2 separate regions of the Anas platyrhynchos genome follow, and region 2 is linked to region 1. A link is a contact called in public Hi-C data. All regions are on one chromosome and are shown on one strand. The core of a region is the stretch at or near the end of the contact, and the rest is flanking DNA. Distances in the headings are between cores, read along the strand shown.

Region 1 (4,737 bases), core at 717-3,216:
TCATTCATAGATACAACTCTGCACACAAAAACACACACAGGGGAGAAGATTGGGAAAGATATCCTTCCATTTAAATAATTTTAGAGTTTAGATACTGTCATAAGCGACTGCTGGAATGGTGGATATCTTTCCAAAAGCTGTTCATACTCAGTTCTGGTATTTTACCTTACTTCATCTTCATAGACAGTAATCTCCTCGCGGGATGCCATAGTAACCAAAACGGCTTTTAATCCAACTAGCAGCAAGAAAAAAAGAAAAGCAGAATAGCAGCAGGAAAGTGCTGACAGCTACATTTTCCTTGTTTCTCCAGGTAAGGTCATGGTTATTTTTTAAAGTGTCAAGAACTGTCATGCACTACCAGAAATATAAGTGGTAATACACTTTTGGACTAAAAGGCAGATAAAAGTATTAATTTACAAAAGCAGTATGTGCAATTAACTCTGCCTTTGGTAGCACATCACAATTTTGTCACTTCTTTGATGGAACAATGGTTTGCCTGACAAAAGCTTGGAAGGAAACAGCTTGACCAAAGCAGGAACTAAAGCCAGGCCTCCACACCTCAGTCACAAACGGTAACCAGAGGCTACTGCCACCTTGGGACGTGAAATAGCAGAGGAGAACAACTTCCACCTGCTGTTTTTTCTAAATCATTGCCGAAGTTTTCAACAATCATTGGTAGCAATCCAACCTGGCAATTCTATGGTAACAGCTACGTTCATCACAAATAAATCACTTGCTTCTCGCTTAAGGGTTTTGTTTTGACAATGACTGTGGTTTTACAACACTGCTGGCTTATTTCTAATACGTTGCTTTGACTAACCAAATCAGTTTGTGCTAGAGCTATCTGCATTAAGGAAAGGACTCAGCTATGCTGCTAATTACACAAGCCATAACGAAACTCCCATGGGTTGTCAGAAGAATACCGTAAGGCACTTCTAAAGCAAGCTCTTTCGCTCTAACCCAATGGAGTTATTAGTTACCAACAGCTATAATTAAAGTGACAACTGATTTTTTGATAACTGTACTTTCTAGTGAAAAAATGAATTAAGGTTGCAAGCTTTAGGGTCTCTTTTCAGCACAATGGTAAGCATGCACTTAAAATTAAACCTCCTTCAGTCTGACTGAAGCATCTATTTTAAAACGTGCGTAACACTGCTGTAGGACTGTTTGTGTTTTTGGCAGTAGTGACAAATGTTTCTGTTTGAAAACGGAAAAAAAAATAGATTGTTTCAGAGATCATTTATTGTCTCTGATGAGATGAAAGTGCCCTAAGCAAAGGCTGCATCATTGCACGGCATTTCCCGTTGCCCAGGTGAGCAGCCCCCCATGGGATGCAGTCCTGTACAGGCAGGGGCTTGTTTATTATTTATAAATAAAGCAGAAATAGGGTCTCTGCGAGGAACCCACCCAAACTGCTGCTGTGAGGTGTGTGGGTACAGCAGGAGGTACTGAGCCCAGGGCACAGGGCTCCCCCACCACACACACACACACACACACAAATCCTCTCCCAGCACCTCCCACACCATCCCGAGAGCCTGCCTCGTCCTGTAACGTGCCGTGCAGAAGGACAAAAACAAGAATTTATCACAAAACATCATTCTTTTGCACTCAAACCCGCGGTGCCGCCTCCTGGCAGCCGGATAACGCAACACGGCAGCAGCCCGGGCTCCGCAGCCGCCCTACCCCACCCCCGGCTGTTGCCCACCCCTTCCACGGCGGTGCCTGAGGGAGAGAAAAGCGGACCCGGACCCAGATCAGAACCAGAACCAGATCCCGTGCTCGGCTCGGCCCAGCCCTGCCCCGCTCCTACCTCAGCGGGGCTCCGCTCCCTGCTCCGCCCCGCGCCTCAAAATGGCGGCCGCCCGCCCCCCTGCCCTCCCCTCACAACCACCGGGCGGGAGAACGGGCGGGACGTTATCCCCGGCCCCATCTCCAGCCCCGGCCCCGGCCCCATCGCCTCAGGAGCCTCCGGAGCCCGCCCTCCATCTCGCCGCCATCCCTGCCAGCTGCTCGATCCCTTCCTTCTCTTCCCTTTTTCTCCGCCGTCGCCCCGCTCCCCGCACGCGGAGCGGCCGCTCCTCGCCATGGCTGAGGTACCGGGGTGAGCGCGGGCTGGCCCGGCTGCCGGGCGGTGAAAACCAAATAAAAAATAAAAATAAAACACGGAGCAAAACGGGTGCACGGCTGCCGAGAAGCTGTGCCCGGCCGGGAGGTAGGGGGTGAGGCAGGGCTGGCCCTGAGGCGCTGCCGCCAGGGGAGAGCCCGAGCTTGGGGCCTGATCTGGTATTTTTCTCTTATAACAGTGATCAAAATATCCTGGATGGTCTGTGTGTTAAGTTTAGTGTTTTTATTTCCCCAATATTTTTTACGGATATTACAAGTCCACCTAGAGCAACTGTGGCTTTTGTGGCTTGGTGTGACTGTGTGCCCGTTACTTCTTGTGCTTTTCTCGTGTTGGTTTGGGTTTTTATTTGGGGGCATTGTGTGTCTTCCACTGTATGCACAACTAGAGGAATAGGAGGCCATGGGCTTGTCTTCAGAATTCATGTTTCTGCCTCTTCTCCCAACTGTAGCAGGAGAAAGCCGAATGGGAAAACTTAAACAAGCTATTAATGCGGCATGGGTTGAGACCAGTGAGTCTTGCTGCCCCCCAAAACAGCAGAAATGTATCAGGTAAGGAAAAGCCAATTTTACAAGTTCTTGCATACTAAGCCAGAATTCATAAGGTATTTCTAAAGCCATCACTTCCATTTGGTAGCGGTGATACAGTTGTCTTCAGTTATTAAAAGCCTTTTGCTAAGAATTTGCTTATTCTGTATTTTTCCAGATATGATCGTCATAGATACTCAGTCTTCTCTGGGAATAAGGCTTGCATTAACAACATTGGTGGAAGACACTGACCGCCACCAGCGGATGATGCAAGGCCTCATGCAGGCTAATCGTAATCTGAGGTGAGATGTGGCAGGAGGAATTTACTTGCTAATGCAGAGCAAAAGCTCTGCCGGGTGGAGCTTGTCACACCCGAGGCCTGAGACCTTTTCCCTGAGATTTTTGTCCAGCATGCAGCAATGCTGGCCTAGATCTGCTTGAGCTTTTGTCTTAATTAATCTGCTGCTTTGTCTCACAGCAGCATATTTACTATATCTGCTGCCGTAGGCTATTACTGGGTGTTATCAGATAATGTTTGTCGGGCCTGCGCATCCTTCACTGTATTTAGTGAAATGAGTTTAATTTGAATCAAGGATTTATCTTTTTAGAGATGAGATACGACAGGAACGAGGTCGGGCATCTCGACAAGAACAACGGGCTAATGAGTTGGAAAACGTGGTGAAAAACATTAAATCAAAAATTTGTCAGCTGGAAGATGAGACGATAGCTAAAGTTTGCCAGCAACAGAATCAAGTCAAAGAACTTCAAAAAGATCAGCAGGTCTCACAGGTAATTCACACAGTGCTGTCTGAGGACTCAAACTTTTGTCTTCTTTTGAAAGCACTAGAAATATTTACATAGGTCAAGATAAACACGAATCTTGTGTCAGAGTTAGTACGTTATTCATTGGTAAGATTTTACATTTTTTGAAGCATTTTCTTATAATAAATTGGAAAAAATATGAACCCTTCTTCCACTGCCTCTTCAGTATGTCTAAAAAGCAAGTACTAAGCTTCCTTAGGACCAAGTGCTACTTGGGCTAGTAGAGCACTGTCTCCGGTGTGCAAATTAGAATAATTTCAGAATGCTCCTATAATCTCTTCACAGTCAAAATATCAACAGCAACAGGAAAAGCTGCAAGAACAGGAAGAAATTATTGCCCGCTTGCAGAAGGAGCTGTGCAAAGCTGGGATGGAGGAGCAGCAGCGTGTTGCCGCTCAAACCAAAATGTTTTGCCGGTTTTGCAAAAGAGCTCCCAAGTCGCTTCTGGATCAGCAGTAAGAAATTTTCTTGTGTTGGCAAATGAATCTGTAGCATTAAACGAAGAAACAGATTTTAGAATAATTGTTCTTGATACTTAATACAAAGAAAGTTGGATACCTTAGGAGTGCAAGCTGAAATACGAAGCCTTGTAAAGGTACATTAATGCAATAATTTGTTGTTGCATGATAAATGTGAGCTAGATAAATCCATGGCAAAAAGTAAAACTTCTCAGCCACGCTAGGTGTCAGCAAAGAGAGAAGAATGATTCACATTGGACATTCAGCATCTGCTAGGGTGATTTCATTCTGGGATTTAACGTTTTAAAATGTAAATTTAAGGAACTGTCTGGGAAAGCAGTCTTTGCACCTGCTAACTGCAGGCATGCTGTAAGTTTTCCCAGGTACTTTTGTGCAAGTTATAAAAATATTCTAAGCATATGTTTCGTGGAATAAAACTTCTACTTATCTACTATAATCAGAGATTAGACAGTTTTTAGGCCTCGTGTAACTGTCGCTTAGTTGAGCTGGTGTGGCTGGGTCATCCAAGTCTGACTAGTAATGTTAACCTAGGAAGAATTTCAAAGGGTTTGTCTGTGTGCTTCTGGCATTTTCTTGCTGTGCCCCCACTAAATGAGAAAAAGGATCACTGAATTTGGTTCCCTGGGTCTTCTCACCTGTATCTAAACAGAAAATCACAGAGTGGCTCAAGAGGAAAGGCAGTTTCTCAGCTGTCCAGTTTTTTGTGGCTTTATTTTCTTGCAACTGCTTCTTGGAAAGCACTTGCAGTTTTTTGGAGATCCCTGTTCTCAGGCTATGTGGGACTCTT
Region 2 (4,737 bases), core at 1,347-3,846, 45 kb after region 1:
AAAAAAAATCAAACAGTGCTGCAAGTGATCCTCGTTTGTACGTTACTCATCACACATGACTGATCTCGGATAGAAATCAGTTCAGGCATCTGAAAACATTGGGACTCAAATGCCTCACATAAGGCAAACTCATGCATGAGACATCTATTAACAGGTACTTTGGGAAACAAGCCCCAAATCTTCCCCTTCTGCAAAAGGAGGATGACTATGTTCTTCTTCCTGGGGGTGTTGCAAAGATAAATCAGCCTAGAGCATGGATATGGATTTTGTGTAGTGGGCAGTAACTCTCCAGAAGCTGGAGGCTGCAAGGCAGACAGTATCAGCAGGTTCAAAATAGGATTAGACAAATTCTCAAACAACAAAGCCAACAAATGTACTCCCCACAGCTGTGGATGCGGGGGAGGCTTGAAGGAAAAGGACTTCGGAAAACGACCAGGCTCGTACTCTCTCCCAAAACAGCAATTTCTATTGCCACCACGAGGAAGCGGACCAGTGGTCTGACCACAGAGGGCATTTCTCTTCATAAAACAGAGGAGACACCAAAAACCAACAGGTCTAACAGCTGAAGGAGTATCTGCCTTCTCTGATATCATACATTAAGAAACATGCAGTGCTGAGTTCGCACAATTACATCTATCAGGAGGTATGTTCACATGCAAAAATACACCTGTTTTTGTTCTACCCCTGACCAAAAACTGAGGCTGACTTGTCATTTACTTTTCCCCACTGCCACTTGGAGCATTGTAAAACATTTTCAGTGTGACATTTCAGTCATGGAGTGAGCCTTCTCACAGTTAACCCCGAGCCCTGAAGTCTGACCTTTCAGAAAAACAGAATCATCTAAATTAAACGGGGGCTTTGAAGACTTAAAAGTTGCTTTTGCTACCAGGAGAAGCTGTAATAAAAGGTAAATCCATCGTCTTCCTCCTTCAAGTTTCCTTCTCAAACTCAGAGAACTACATGCAGTTTAGAAGCACCGACAGGTGGCAGCTTTTTGAGTACTAAAACAGTGGGGCCGCAGTGAAATACATAGTGGCTAATTTCATGAATAAATTACTTCTTTGTTGTTTTTCTTATTCTTCACTCAGCTGATCACAAAAAAAAATAGGTTCTAGTTAAAGCAGAATAAGAGAGCTCTCTGTAGAAATGAAAAGAGCACTTTCAGTCCTGCAAGACATCCAGCAGCTGCTGTTTAGTGAAGGAGATGCTTCCACGGAGGCAGAACTCCATGTTCCATCATGTGCTGTCCCCCAGGACCCCCAGCCCAGAAATAACCACGCTTTAGTGGGCACTGTATGTTCCTTTGCTGCTGCCTCTTACCTTGTGAAGAGACAATTCCTTTCTATATCTAAAGAGGTTCTAGGAACTTTAACAAAAATTACACACACACAAAAAAAAACAATACTTCTTTAAGCTCATACTACTAAAAATTTTAACTGAACAAAAGAGAAAGAGGAGTAAGAGATGAAAAATTGCTTTTATCAAAACAGGTTTCACAGAAAGCTCAGACTAACTACTGTGCTCATGAGAATGAGATAAATCAATACTCTGAGACCTCTGTTAACTCTGTATATGATGGATAGTAGTTACCTTTTAAAGAATAATCGTTTCCTGCTGTTTTATTAAATGTCAAAGGAAATACTGAATCACCAATCAAGAGGACAACTTAAGACCTTTCCTGTTGGGGAAAAGTATGATCTTGACTGTGAGCAGACTGCTTTCAAGCACCAGATTTCTGAGCCACTTGAAGCTAGTCTTATTCTCTAATACAAGGAAATTTCACAATATTTCTCCCCATGTATGCAGGACAGTCATTAAGGTTGTCACCCAAGCTTGTCCAGCTTGACCTCTGATTTAATCTGACTAGCTATCACCATCATAGTTTATTAGCACTATGATAGATGCATACGTTGTAGCTGATTATGACACAGGGCTTTTACAGAAAATTGCAAGGCTTTAAAAATGTATTAGTACTAAATTTGCTGTCTCTCAAGCTGGCCATGGTAACTAAGGCAACCCATTTTAAAGGTGGGGAGTTATGAAAAACCACTGCCAACGCTTTTTCTTTTAACTAGAGAGAATATGCAAAGGAATTAATCTGAAAAATCCATACTGCATACTGGTTTGATATCAGAGGGTTTACTGATGATGACTTTCTAACTTTTTAACTTTCTTGTAGCTGCAAGGCTTGTGACCAGTGTGGAAAGTCCCACATTAATGCAACTGAATACTAAAGGTGCACTATGTCTTTTCTCTATGTATCCGCAGCAAAACAGAAAACACTTATGTAAGGATAAAAACTTATTCCTTGCATTAACAGAATGACTTCTGTACCAAGACCTGATTAAAGCAGTTACTCCCTTATTGTTTAGTTTCCCCTGGCTTCATACTCCGTCCAGGCACTGTTCATCCTGTCAAGCAAAGCCATACCTGGACTCTACCCCTCACAGGGCAAAACCCTTGCGGCTGCTACTCCTGTCCACTCTTGAGCAAACATCTGAGAATATCTTCCCAGGGAAAGCTGTGGCTTCTCCATTCTGTTAGGTTCTGTTCAGAAATAAAATCTGAGCTATACAACTCAAATGAACCTGTGCTACACTGTTTGGTCAAGTATGTTATTCTGGCTGGAGACAGGGACTTCTCATGGGGGAAATAATCACATGCAGAAGGCTGGAAGACATCATTATTTGGGAATATGTGAAAAGTGGTGCTGGGATTAAATGATGCTTATTTTTAAAGACTGCTTCACTGTGCTGCCTCCCCCATACCGTGCTTTGTGTCTGCCTGGCTCATGGCTTCTCTCTCTGCTTCTGTATAAGGGGCAGTACAGAGAGGCACTGATCTGCTGGTACTTTTGGCAATATAGTAGTGAAAGCAGTAAGAACAATTTATTTCACACGTCCACTTGCTGTTGCTACAGAGGGGCCACTAGTGTGAGGGCAGTGCAGTGGGATGCAGAGTACGTACCCCAGGAGGAAAAAAGTGGCGTGGCACAGCATCCCTTGTCCAGCCTCGCTCCTCGTGCCAGCAGATCCCACACTGCTCTGACACTGGGATTTGCAGTCTGGGTTAGCAGAATGCTGAGAAAAGCTACATCCTTTATACACAAATTATATAACAGCAGATATGGCACAAGAAAGTGAAAGAATATAAACCACAATCTACAACTGTAGGGTTGGAACAAAAAAACAGATTTCCCTTAAAGCAAAGAGAGCATTTTCCACTGCTTCCACAGATGTCCTGTGAGTTGGAGCTGTCACTTTCCTGGCTCTGGTGATGACTCAGATTTCCTCACAAGTGACATCAAAACACTTCTGTGTCATCTTGGAGCCTGCACTGACCCATAAGCAGTTGCTGCCACCTGCTGAACAGAAAAACTTTTACGTCAGGAAGAAAGGTTACAACAAATAGAGCTAGAGCAGAAATTATTTGAGAGTAGTTATGACCTCTCTGCCTATGACTTATCCCTGGATGTTATCACAAGGTAGCTTTGCATCCCATCATTAATGTTAGTATACAAACCCAATTTGGCAGGTAATTTACAATCTGAATTGGATAAAAATAATTTATCACCTGAAAAGTCAAATCTTGCTGAAATTTGACTGTGTTTCACATATAACGGAATCAGCAGAGAGCTGAAATAAGCCAGGGGAGCTTCAGTTTATTTTTAAAAGTCTTCACAGAAGTACGACTTCTATTATTGCACTATACACTTTAATCTCAGCACAGTCAGTTAAATATATTGTTTCTTTTCATGTTTTCCCTTGTCATATCTTAGATTTATTCCTTTTGTTGTTGTTGTTGTTGTTGATTGAACAATTGTATCTGCAATAGGATCCGTGAGCACAAGATACAATGTCTACAGACTAAAAATAGTTCGACACATTTCTTGGAGGATAAAATATTTTATAGATTTTGTTATGTCAGTTGGTGAAAAGCAAGCAAAATACCCCTGGGAAAAATATGTCTCCAGATCCTTAAATCCTTTTCTACTTTGCTGTGTGAAAGAGCATGCTAGCACAGGCTACTGACACTGTAAAAATTGCCTTTCAAGTGCATGACAAAGTTACAGAACAACCTTATTAATAATTTATAGTTTAGCCTGTAATCTCTACAGCTTACGTTTTGCTATATTTTAAATGCTTAAAGACCTTGACTGAGCTCACAGAAACCTCTTCTTTAAGGAATTAGTGCTCAACCTTTGCAAAACACATTAAAAGCATCAAGCAGCAGAGGAAGCAAATGTACAAACCCCAGAACCGCTGTCCCAGGTGGTACCTCCCCGTCAATGGTAAAGCCAGGGAAGAGAAACTTCTTGATTAAGTTTCTTGGAGGGCTTTTTTGTACAGCTGACACTTTCCACAAATCCATTTAAAGTGAAGATCTCCCAGAGCACTATTCATGCCTTTGGTCTGCATTTGACAGCACAGGACACTGATCAGATTGGGGCCTGCAGAGCAACAACAGGAGCAACACATGTGAAACCACAAGGAACGCCGTTTGCATTTTTGCCTGCCCAGCCATCCCTTCATCGTAATGGATCCTGACACAGGAGCACCTGCCCGTCGTCTCCCACTTGGAGCGTGGCTGCCAAAGCTGGCACAGGCACAGTTTGCAGCGGCGCAGCCAGGCTGGCGCAGTGCTGGGAACTCAGTCGCTCAGAAGCCACTTTCCTAGAGCCAAGTTATTGCCGAGGAGCAACGACAACATCTTGCCTCCCAGCTCCTGCTGCGTTTC

Evidence for each region. Hi-C and Micro-C count contacts between places; a contact is called where the count stands out from the background.
Region 2: a contact with region 1 is called in a Hi-C map of skeletal muscle, with 5 times the contacts expected there. The contact joins the enhancer-like site here to the promoter of FAIM in region 1. A contact is called at or near these places in 2 of 8 Hi-C or Micro-C datasets (liver and skeletal muscle).

Annotation. Positions count from the first base shown.
Region 1 is chr7:8,262,136-8,266,872 of IASCAAS_PekinDuck_T2T, forward strand. FAIM (Fas apoptotic inhibitory molecule) reads right to left here and starts at 1,967. Exons shown (of 5, transcript XM_072040677.1): 1 at 1,811-1,967. It overlaps CEP70 (centrosomal protein 70), which reads left to right and starts at 1,865. Exons shown (of 15, transcript XM_038181935.2): 1 at 1,865-2,093; 2 at 2,828-2,951; 3 at 3,258-3,438; 4 at 3,757-3,926. The coding sequence starts at 2,830.
Region 2 is chr7:8,306,810-8,311,546 of IASCAAS_PekinDuck_T2T, forward strand. No RefSeq gene overlaps it. Among named protein-coding and RNA genes, the nearest start is that of ESYT3, 3.0 kb to the left of the region's middle. Within about 2 kb of position 2,597, at least 1 of the 8 cell types and tissues checked has an H3K27ac peak or open chromatin away from gene starts, as enhancers often do.